Regions from separate parts of the Sus scrofa genome. Here regions 1 and 2 are each linked to region 3. The links are chromatin contacts, called in public Hi-C and HiChIP or PLAC-seq maps. All regions are on one chromosome and are shown on one strand. Each heading gives the region's core, a stretch centred on a gene start, on an enhancer-like site or on the middle of the called end of the contact. The rest is flanking DNA. Distances are from core to core; before and after follow the strand shown. Region 1 has its middle 13 kb from the start of ZHX3. Region 2 overlaps CHD6 (chromodomain-helicase-DNA-binding protein 6). Region 3 has its middle 15 kb from the start of LPIN3.

Region 1 (2,700 bases), core at 189-2,688, 110 kb after region 3:
TCCCCAGCCTCTCCCTGTCCCCACCTCCTCACCCTCCCACCCCTCACCCCTCTTTATGTGGTTTTCTGTGGGTTTGAGCAGATTTTAGCAGAGATCAGAGTCTTTTCCCTGGGAACACTGGCCTTGCACAGCCTCCCTGCTCATTAGCAGCCTGACCCATTGGTCCTCTGAAATCCTATGACCAAACCAGCTTAATCCAGTTTTTCACCTGGAAAGGGACTTTCCAGTCTCAGCACAGATTGGCTTTGGCTTTTCGCAATGAGCTTCCTATCTTGGTTGACGGCAACACCAGCCTTCCTGTTGCTTAGATCAAAAACCTGGGAGTCATCCTTGATTCCTGTGAGTACGATGTTCACACGCAGCTCTCCTTTCAAAATGTGTCCAGAGTCCAGCCGCATCTCCTTAACCTCCATCTCTACCGTCCTGGTCCGGGCCATTGTCATCTCTTGCCTGGACTGCTGCCATACCCTCCGGACAGGTTTCCTGCTTTCCTCTTGTTTTTCCCTCAGTCTGTTCTCAGCACAGCCAGCAGGTGTCCTGTGGGACACAAGTCGGATCACGTCAGCCCTTTGCTCCAAGTCCTCTCGGGCACTGCCCATCTCAGAGAAACCCAAGTCGTCCACATGGCTCTGCACAGCCCTCACCACCTTGACCCTGTCTTGACTCCCACTCAGCTGTTCTTTGAACAGGCCAGGCACATTCCCACCTCCAGGTCCTTGCACGACCCAAAGCATTGCCGTTTGCTGGCCAGAGAGCAAACAGCGAAACAAAGCATGCACTTTCTCTTGAAGCTTCCCCTAGAGAGGACACGTTTGCTTACATTTCATTGTTTACACCCATCTGCAGGTGGGCAGGGAAATCCAGTGTGTTCAGAAAGCAAGCAAGCCCCGGACCACAGGTGAATAGCCTAATAACCACAGAGAACGACTGGCTTCTTCATACAGCAATGGCGTCTTTTCAAAAATCCTTATATACCCAGTTCCTAGCACAGAGTCCTGAGAACATTGTAAGTTCTCAAAGATTTTTGAGTGACAAAATCAATTTAGTGAGTGAAAGCTTCAAGAAGGCAACTTGGGAGGTGCTTATTACTACGAGGAATCATTTCTAACATCTTTCTAACCCCAGTAGGTGCTGACCTCTGGGTCGATGGAGATATTCAAGCGCAGACTAGACTAACCACCTGATAGGACTGGGTGGTTAGCCATCCTGACCACAGTAGTGATACTTACAAGATGATTCATGCAAAGATGAGCAATTGAAATATGTCGTCTCTGAAGTCCCTTTAATTCGGAGGCCACTGTATTTTTTATCATCATCGCCTTTCTGAGTTTGAGAAAGAATGAATTCCTATTTGCTGCAGAGGTGATAACACCTGAGGGGAGCTGGCCGTTTCTGTTGGTGACTTGACAGAAACAGGAACTGTTTGTTGGGGGAAGTAAGTGCAGAGCTCTGGCCCTGAGCCCTCTGCTGGATGGTGATTACTAAATGCAGAAAGTATTGTGACCCTTAAGTAGCCAGAGAGAGAAATTAGGCCAGTTCCGGGCTTAATGTGGCTTTGACACTTGAGTACTAGGGCATAAAAACAGACTTCAGTTCTTTTGTTTCAGCAGAAATCTGACAATTCCAGCCAGCAGATCTTCTGGGCTGCCAAGGTCCTGCCCACACACATTCCTGAAGATGGACAGTCTCTCTTGTGTTCTTTTTGTTGTAGATTCCTGCTGACTAACTTCAGTCAAATTAGTTAGGCCCACTGTGACAGAGTTCTCTAGTCATACACGAGAGTAGGCTCATGGTAGCCCTGTCTAGCTGTCCTAATTTTTAAAAATTACAACACTGGACAGATTCAGCTTGTAAAAATCTTAGAGCCCTCATAAGAAGGCTCAAAATTATGTAATTAATAATGTAAATAGGAGTTCCCATTGTGGCTCAGCTGGTTAAAAACCTGATGTAGTCTCCATGAGGATACAGGTTCAATTCCTGGCTTTGCTCAGTGGGTCAAGGAACCAGTGTTGCTGCAAGCTGCAGCATGAGTTGCAGACGTGGCTCAGATCTGGTATAGCTGTGGCTCTGGTGTAGGCCAGCAGCTGCAGCTCCTATTTGACCCCTAGCCTGGGAACTTCCATATGTTGAAGGTGTAGCCGTAAAAAGAAAAAATATATAATAAAAATAATGTAAAATAATTAAAGGTAGTGGGTTTATTATTCATTTGGTATTCAGAGTGAATGTGGCCTAAAAAAGAACAGGAGAGTTAAAGAGTCAGAACATCAGGCTCATGTACAAATCTGCGTGTGACTTTGGTCTGTCACCTCCTCTTTTTTGCTGATAGCCCTTCAATGCTGTGGGGGAAGGGGCAGTAATAACCATCTCTGGAGGCTATTGGAATGGATCAGGAGAGATAAAAGTGCTTTGAGAGAGAATTGAAGTGAATCCAGTTTCCTGGCTGGTCATGGAATTTTCTCAGACTTTCTAGCATAGCAGTGGCGCCATCAGTGCAAATTGATCCATGTGTGGTATTATCTTATACTTCAGAAGTCTTCTTGAGATGGAACTCAGTGGTTTAATTCAGAGTTTATGGCAGTGGTTCACAGTACGAGCCACTGCCACCACTGGGATCACTCGATTCGTGCCAAACAGTAATCTAAAAGGTATTTGCATATTCTTTCATTTATAGCTTGGACTGAGTTCACAATAAGAACCTGC
Region 2 (2,700 bases), core at 14-2,513, 76 kb before region 3:
CATAAGCTCACAGAGAATTCTTTGGGTTGCGTAAGTGCTGCCACTTCATGAAAACGTTCCTGTATATTCCTTCAAGTTAATGGTGGTATGTTAGTTCTAGTTACTGCTTTGGGATTTTTCCTCAACTCCTTTTACCGCCTCTGCAGATGAGGAATCTGAGCACTGGAGTCTTCTCGTTTTTCTTTTCTCATTTGCTTGTCCACTCCACCACCATCTTTGTCCTGGGTTCATCTCATTAGTAAGATAAGGAGGTGGAAAGCCCACCAGAAAAGGAGAACGCATTCACAGAGGCACAGCCTCCAAAGACAGACGAAACCCACCAGGGAGGTAGCAGTGAAGAGAATGATTCAGAGGGGAGGGCTAGGGATTAAGCTGTACCCAGAGACACTGGTGGGTCAGCCAGGCGCTCTAGGCTAGGCTGGAGGGCCGGGAGGCCCCCACCGGAGGCCTGTTCTCCAGCTTGCTTCAAGGAGAGAGCCTAGGTGAGGGCCGGGTGGCTGTTTCCTTCAGCCTAACCCGATGGGTCCTGTGCAGAGGGCCGTGAATGAGAGAACAGCAGAAGCGACTGAAAGGCACTGTCCTCATCAGAAGAATCAGAGGCAGAATGTTCTTGTAATGTTGGTTTCCATTTACCTCCTAGAATTTTTCAGACAAACCAAAGCAGAGGAGGCCACGCTGTAAGGAACCTGGAAAGTTAGACGTCAGCTGCCTGAGCGGGGAAGAAAGGGTTCCTGCTGTCCCCAAGGAGCCAGGCCTGAGGGTAAGGAACAGGGACAACCGGCTGGACCCCAGCCTTGCAGCAGCTCCGGCTGGGGCGGGGGAGGGAGGTAGCTGCGCAGCCTTCTTCCTGAGAGGGCAGGGGCAGCACGGGAGGCTGCCAAGTAGTGATGAGGGGTGATGGGTGTTCTGACCAGCAGTGTGACTTCTGTGACATTTATGTTCAGTCTTTACCTCTGAAACTTTTGGTTTAAGTTGTACTTAAACCATCCTCAAAGCTTAATCCCCTGCCCCTTCCCCCCCGCAATTTTAGAGAGTTCAGGGAAAATTACCTTTAACTCTTATCAGGAGTCTGTTTCCAGTGTTTTACAAACTGTGCTATTGGAAATTTTCATTTTCCAACCTAAGTTTCTCTGGCTACCATTTAAGACATTTCCTCCTAGTCTGTCCTCGCTGGCAATGAAAAACAGCTGACTCCAAGCACTGCCCTTTTCCTATTATAGAATCATGAGCCTGGAAGAGACTTCAAAGACATCTGCAGATACTTGTAGTAGAAGGAATCTGAGTTAATTATAGTTTACAGATGACTACAAATTTGGACTAGAAAACTCACAACCTCTAGGGGGCGGTAATAACATTTCAACCAGAAAATGTGTTGAGCTTGGGCAAATGATACACAAATGTGCTTTTAACCTCCTTGAAGTGCCTTCTGCCCAAATAGGGTGCTTCTAAAGAGCCTCGTGGGGATCTGCCCTTCCTGGGTTGTCCTTGAAGCTCGCTGGCTGTCCTGAACTCCTTCCTCAGTCCTCTGCCAGCTCCAGCTTTCCTGGGTATGAACTCCCTCCTTGGTGGGATTTCCTGGATGCGGTTTCTTTTTTTAGCTCCAAGAGACCACCCACCCTAGTCATTTCCTCCTTGGGCAGAAAGAAGTTGTTACTTAATGTTCTCAAGGAGCTTGTTTCTGATTTGGCCCCTGGAGGATTGCTCTTCTAGCAGCTCGGCAAACATGACCGCCCTCGTACTGCTGCAGCCACTCAGGGACGGAGGTGGAGCCGGGCTACTTTTGAGAAAGTTTGGCGTGATGGAAAAGCTGTCCTCTCTTGCTTTATTCTCCGCAACACACCACCACCGCCCTCAGACGCAGTTACACAGTCCAGGCTGGTTGCACATTGGTTCCCATCACTCTGTCTTGGCCCCTGCACATGGCCTGCCCGCGCTGTCCCTTTGTCATAGCACACAGGGTCACGCTGGTCGTCCAGGAGAGCCCTCCAGTTCTTACTTGGTTGAGTCTCTGAGCTCTTGGTGTAGTGACTTGTCAGAAAAACCACAGGGTTTCCCCCTTGGCTTCCCATTTCTTACAACACCTCGAACAATTTCCCTCACACTCTCTAGAAATTAACGTTCATCACCCCCTCCCCCCAGAGATGCTGATCCTTTGCCAGAAAACTCATTTGTGAGCTGTTCTCGCAAGCCAGCTTCTTACCAGAGCTGGGCTTTCCCTCCTTTGTTAAGTAAACACAACAACAAGAAGCCCTGCCTTGGGAAGGCATGGAACCGCTTGTCCTCCTGGTCCTCGGGACTGTGCAGCCTTCCCGCGTCCCCTCAGCCGTGTCTCCCAAGGTCCCTCCACCCCCACCCCCCCCAGGACCAGAGCCTCTGAGGTGTGCTGCACTCCTTGTCTCTCTTAGAGACCCTAGCATTTCTTCTAGAAACACATCCGGATCCCACAAGGAACTTCTGCCTTCCTTCAGCCCCTTCTGCATGTGTGCGCTGGAGCTCGGCTGGCAAGTCCCAGAGACTTAGCATCGCACAGGCCACAGTCAGGCTCAGGGATTCAGCTTTAAGAAGGCCCAGGACATGTGGTTGCTCATTATTAAGTGTGTGTATGCACACACACATGCCTCATGTATGTTATGTGTGAAATTAGATTTGTTTTATGTACTTGGGTGTGGGGTGTTTGGGGGGCTTGTTTCTTAGCCATTT
Region 3 (2,763 bases), core at 207-2,706:
TGCAAGTCTCCATCCTTTGCTTCTGGCTTGTCTCCCTCTGGCCTCTCTCTCCAGTGCCCTGTTCCCTATGCAGATGATAGGACTTGTTGCCAGTACCTACCTGACTCAATAGGGCCTTCCTGGGTTGGGGGGGTGTGTGTGTTTGGGTCTTGCTCTGTCTCTGCCTTGTCTCCCATTGGTGTGAAATACTAAATTCCAGATTTTTCAATGTCTTTTTTTTTTCTGTCTTTTTAGGACCACACCCGCAGCATATGGAGGTTCCCAGGCTAGAGATCAAATCAGAGCTGTAGCCACTGGCCTACGCCACAGCCACAGCAATGCAAGACCCAAGCCTTGTCTGCAACCATCACCACAGCTCATAGCAACACCAGATCCTTAACCCACTGAGTGAGGCTGGGGATTGAACCTGTGTCTTCATGGATGCTAATCAGGTTTGTTTCCATTGAGCCACCATTGGTACTCTGATTTTTCAATGTCTTTACTTTTTTTTTTTTTTTTTTTTTTTTTTAATGGCTGAACCTGCAGCATGTGGAAGTTTACAGGCTAGGGGTTGAAATGGAGCTGCAGCTGCCAACCTATGCTGCAGTCACAGCAATGCCATCTGAGCCGCATTTGTGACCTATGCTGAAGCTTGTGGCAAGGCCGTGTCCTTAACTCACTGAGCAAGTCCAGTGACTGAACCCACATTTTCATGGATACTAGCCAGGTTCTTAACCCGCTGAGCCAGAATAGGAACTCCAGATTTTTCAGTGTCTTTATTTGTTTATTTATTTATTTTTTAGGGCTGCACCGGCAGCATTTGGGAGTTCCCAGACTAGGAGTCTAATTGGAGCTGCAGCTCCTGGCCTACATCACAGCCACAGCAATGCTAGGTCCAAGCTGTATCTGTGACCTACACCACAGCTAATGGCAACGCTGGATCCTTAACCCGCTGAGGAGGGCCAGGGATCGAACCCGTGTCCTCATGGATACTAGTCAGGTTTGTTACTGCTAAGCCACAATGGGAACTCCACAATGTCTTTAAAAGGTAGAAAATTAAAGAGGAATGAGCGAGGAGAAAAGAGATGATGAGGGAAGCCATGGGAGAGGGTGGAAGGGAGAAGATAGTCACGGATTTTCCTGGGGTCCCCGCCCAGTCCGATTTTCAAGCAGTTTGAGGAGCAGCCAGCAGTGAGGGCTGCGTGCCACATACTCTGAACTGGAGGCCACGTATTCTGAACTGCGTGCCACGTATTCTGAACTGGGGAGGGCATGTATCACGAGCTGGGTGCCACGTATCACGAGCTGGGGACCATGTAGCAGAAGCAGTCCTGTTGAGTCATGGACACAGCCACACTGCTTTGTAAAGCCTGGTGTGTGGAGTATTTTTGTTTTTTACAACACAGCTGTCTGTGTAATGACTTCCTTCCCTCGGCCTTGTTCAGCGAGGTGTCCCTGGGCGACCAGCTGAGTCACCACATTCCTTGCAGCTTAAAACACTGGCCCAAGCACAGGAGCCTGGTTCCTCCACGTAGGTGGGACCTTTGAAGGCTGCCTGGGAGTGACGTGGAAAGACAGGCCACAGAGCTCCCATCTCTCACCTGCACCTCTCCCCAAAACATGATTTAAAACACAAGTGAAAATAGAAATTCCATCTGTTAAACACTAGGGAATGGCCACAGCCATGTGTCACAGTCTGAAAAATTATTTGTCGGCAACCATGAAGTCAGTACCAAACTGAGTGGCAGAGGATGGGGGGGGGCACCAGGAATTGATATCCATGCCCTCTGTCTGATGCAGTGTGAAGGGTCAGAAATCCAAGTGCAGAGACTGGGAACTCTCATGCCCAGTTGGCAGGAATGGAAGCTTGCTCAACCCCTTTGTAAAATAAGCAAAATAAGCAGGCAGTTTTCAGTAAAATGTGTAGGGGGCACATAGTTAGCAGTCTTACTCCTTGAAATGTGTTTTAAAGAAAGTTTGCTCAGGAGTTCCCATTGTGGCTCAGCAGTAACAAGCCTGACTAGTATCCATGAGGATGTGGGTTCCATCCCTGGCCTCGATCCGTGGGTTAAGGATCCAGCCTTTCTGTGAGCTGTGGTGTAGGTCACAGAAGCAGCTCAGATCCTATGTGGCTGTGGCTGAGGCTGTGGCTATCAACTGTAGCTCTGATTTGACCCCTAGCCTGGGAGCTTCCATATGCTGCAAGTGTGGCCCTAAAAAGCAAAAAAAAAAAAAAAACAAACAAACAAACAAAAAAAAAACAAACAAAAAAACAAAAAAAAAAGAAAAAAGAAAAGTTTGCTCAGATATATACAGAGGTAAGGAGGTTATTTATGATAGCCTTGTTCATGGCATAGGTGAATAGGAGGCAGAGTGCTAAAGAAATGAGTTAGGCAGTTCACTTCCTAGCTCAGCAGTTAATGAACCCGACTAAGATCCATGAGGACATGGGTTCAATCCCTGGCCTTGCTCAGTGGGTTAAGGATCTGGTGCTACTGTGAGTTGTGGTGTAGGTTGCAGATGTGGCTCAGATCTCGAGTTGCTGTGGCTGTGGCCGGCAGCTGTAGCTCCAACTCGACCCCTAGCCTGAGAACCTCCATATGCTGCAGGTGTGGCCCTAAAAAGACAAAAAGACCAAAAATAAAAAAAAAATGAGTTAGTAAACCATGGATGCAGAGTATGAAGTAGATTTGTGTATATTAAAATGAACAGATGTTGAACACCTGTAAAGTCAGAAAAAGGTTCAGCAGCGTGTGTAACATGATTCCATGGTCAGAAATAAAC

The links. A called contact is a pair of places that touch in the nucleus more often than the background predicts. HiChIP or PLAC-seq counts read pairs in DNA pulled down with a chosen protein or histone mark.
Region 1: a contact with region 3 is called in a Hi-C map of skeletal muscle, with 3 times the contacts expected there. The contact joins two enhancer-like sites. A contact is called at or near these places in 2 of 5 promoter capture datasets (fetal liver and liver), 10 of 47 Hi-C or Micro-C datasets (embryonic fibroblasts, fibroblasts, heart right ventricle and 6 more) and 2 of 2 datasets of contacts at active chromatin or transcription factors (alveolar macrophages and skeletal muscle).
Region 2: a contact with region 3 is called in an H3K27ac HiChIP or PLAC-seq map of skeletal muscle. The contact joins two enhancer-like sites. A contact is called at or near these places in 3 of 47 Hi-C or Micro-C datasets (heart right ventricle and skeletal muscle) and 1 of 2 datasets of contacts at active chromatin or transcription factors (skeletal muscle).

What each region holds. Positions count from the first base shown.
Region 1 is chr17:43,870,874-43,873,573 of Sscrofa11.1, reverse strand. It overlaps a transcript of ZHX3 not described here. Among named protein-coding and RNA genes, the nearest start is that of ZHX3, 13 kb to the right of the region's middle. Within about 2 kb of position 1,438, at least 23 of the 83 cell types and tissues checked have an H3K27ac peak or open chromatin away from gene starts, as enhancers often do. A contact at or near this core is called in alveolar macrophages, embryonic fibroblasts, liver and 2 more, where this site is marked.
Region 2 is chr17:44,053,719-44,056,418 of Sscrofa11.1, reverse strand. It overlaps CHD6 (chromodomain-helicase-DNA-binding protein 6), which reads left to right. Exons shown (of 37, transcript XM_021077872.1): 36 at 641-760. Among named protein-coding and RNA genes, the nearest start is that of EMILIN3, 42 kb to the right of the region's middle. Within about 2 kb of position 1,263, at least 21 of the 83 cell types and tissues checked have an H3K27ac peak or open chromatin away from gene starts, as enhancers often do. A contact at or near this core is called in skeletal muscle, where this site is marked.
Region 3 is chr17:43,977,629-43,980,391 of Sscrofa11.1, reverse strand. No RefSeq gene overlaps it. Among named protein-coding and RNA genes, the nearest start is that of LPIN3, 15 kb to the left of the region's middle. Within about 2 kb of position 1,456, at least 35 of the 83 cell types and tissues checked have an H3K27ac peak or open chromatin away from gene starts, as enhancers often do. A contact at or near this core is called in alveolar macrophages, embryonic fibroblasts, liver and 2 more, where this site is marked.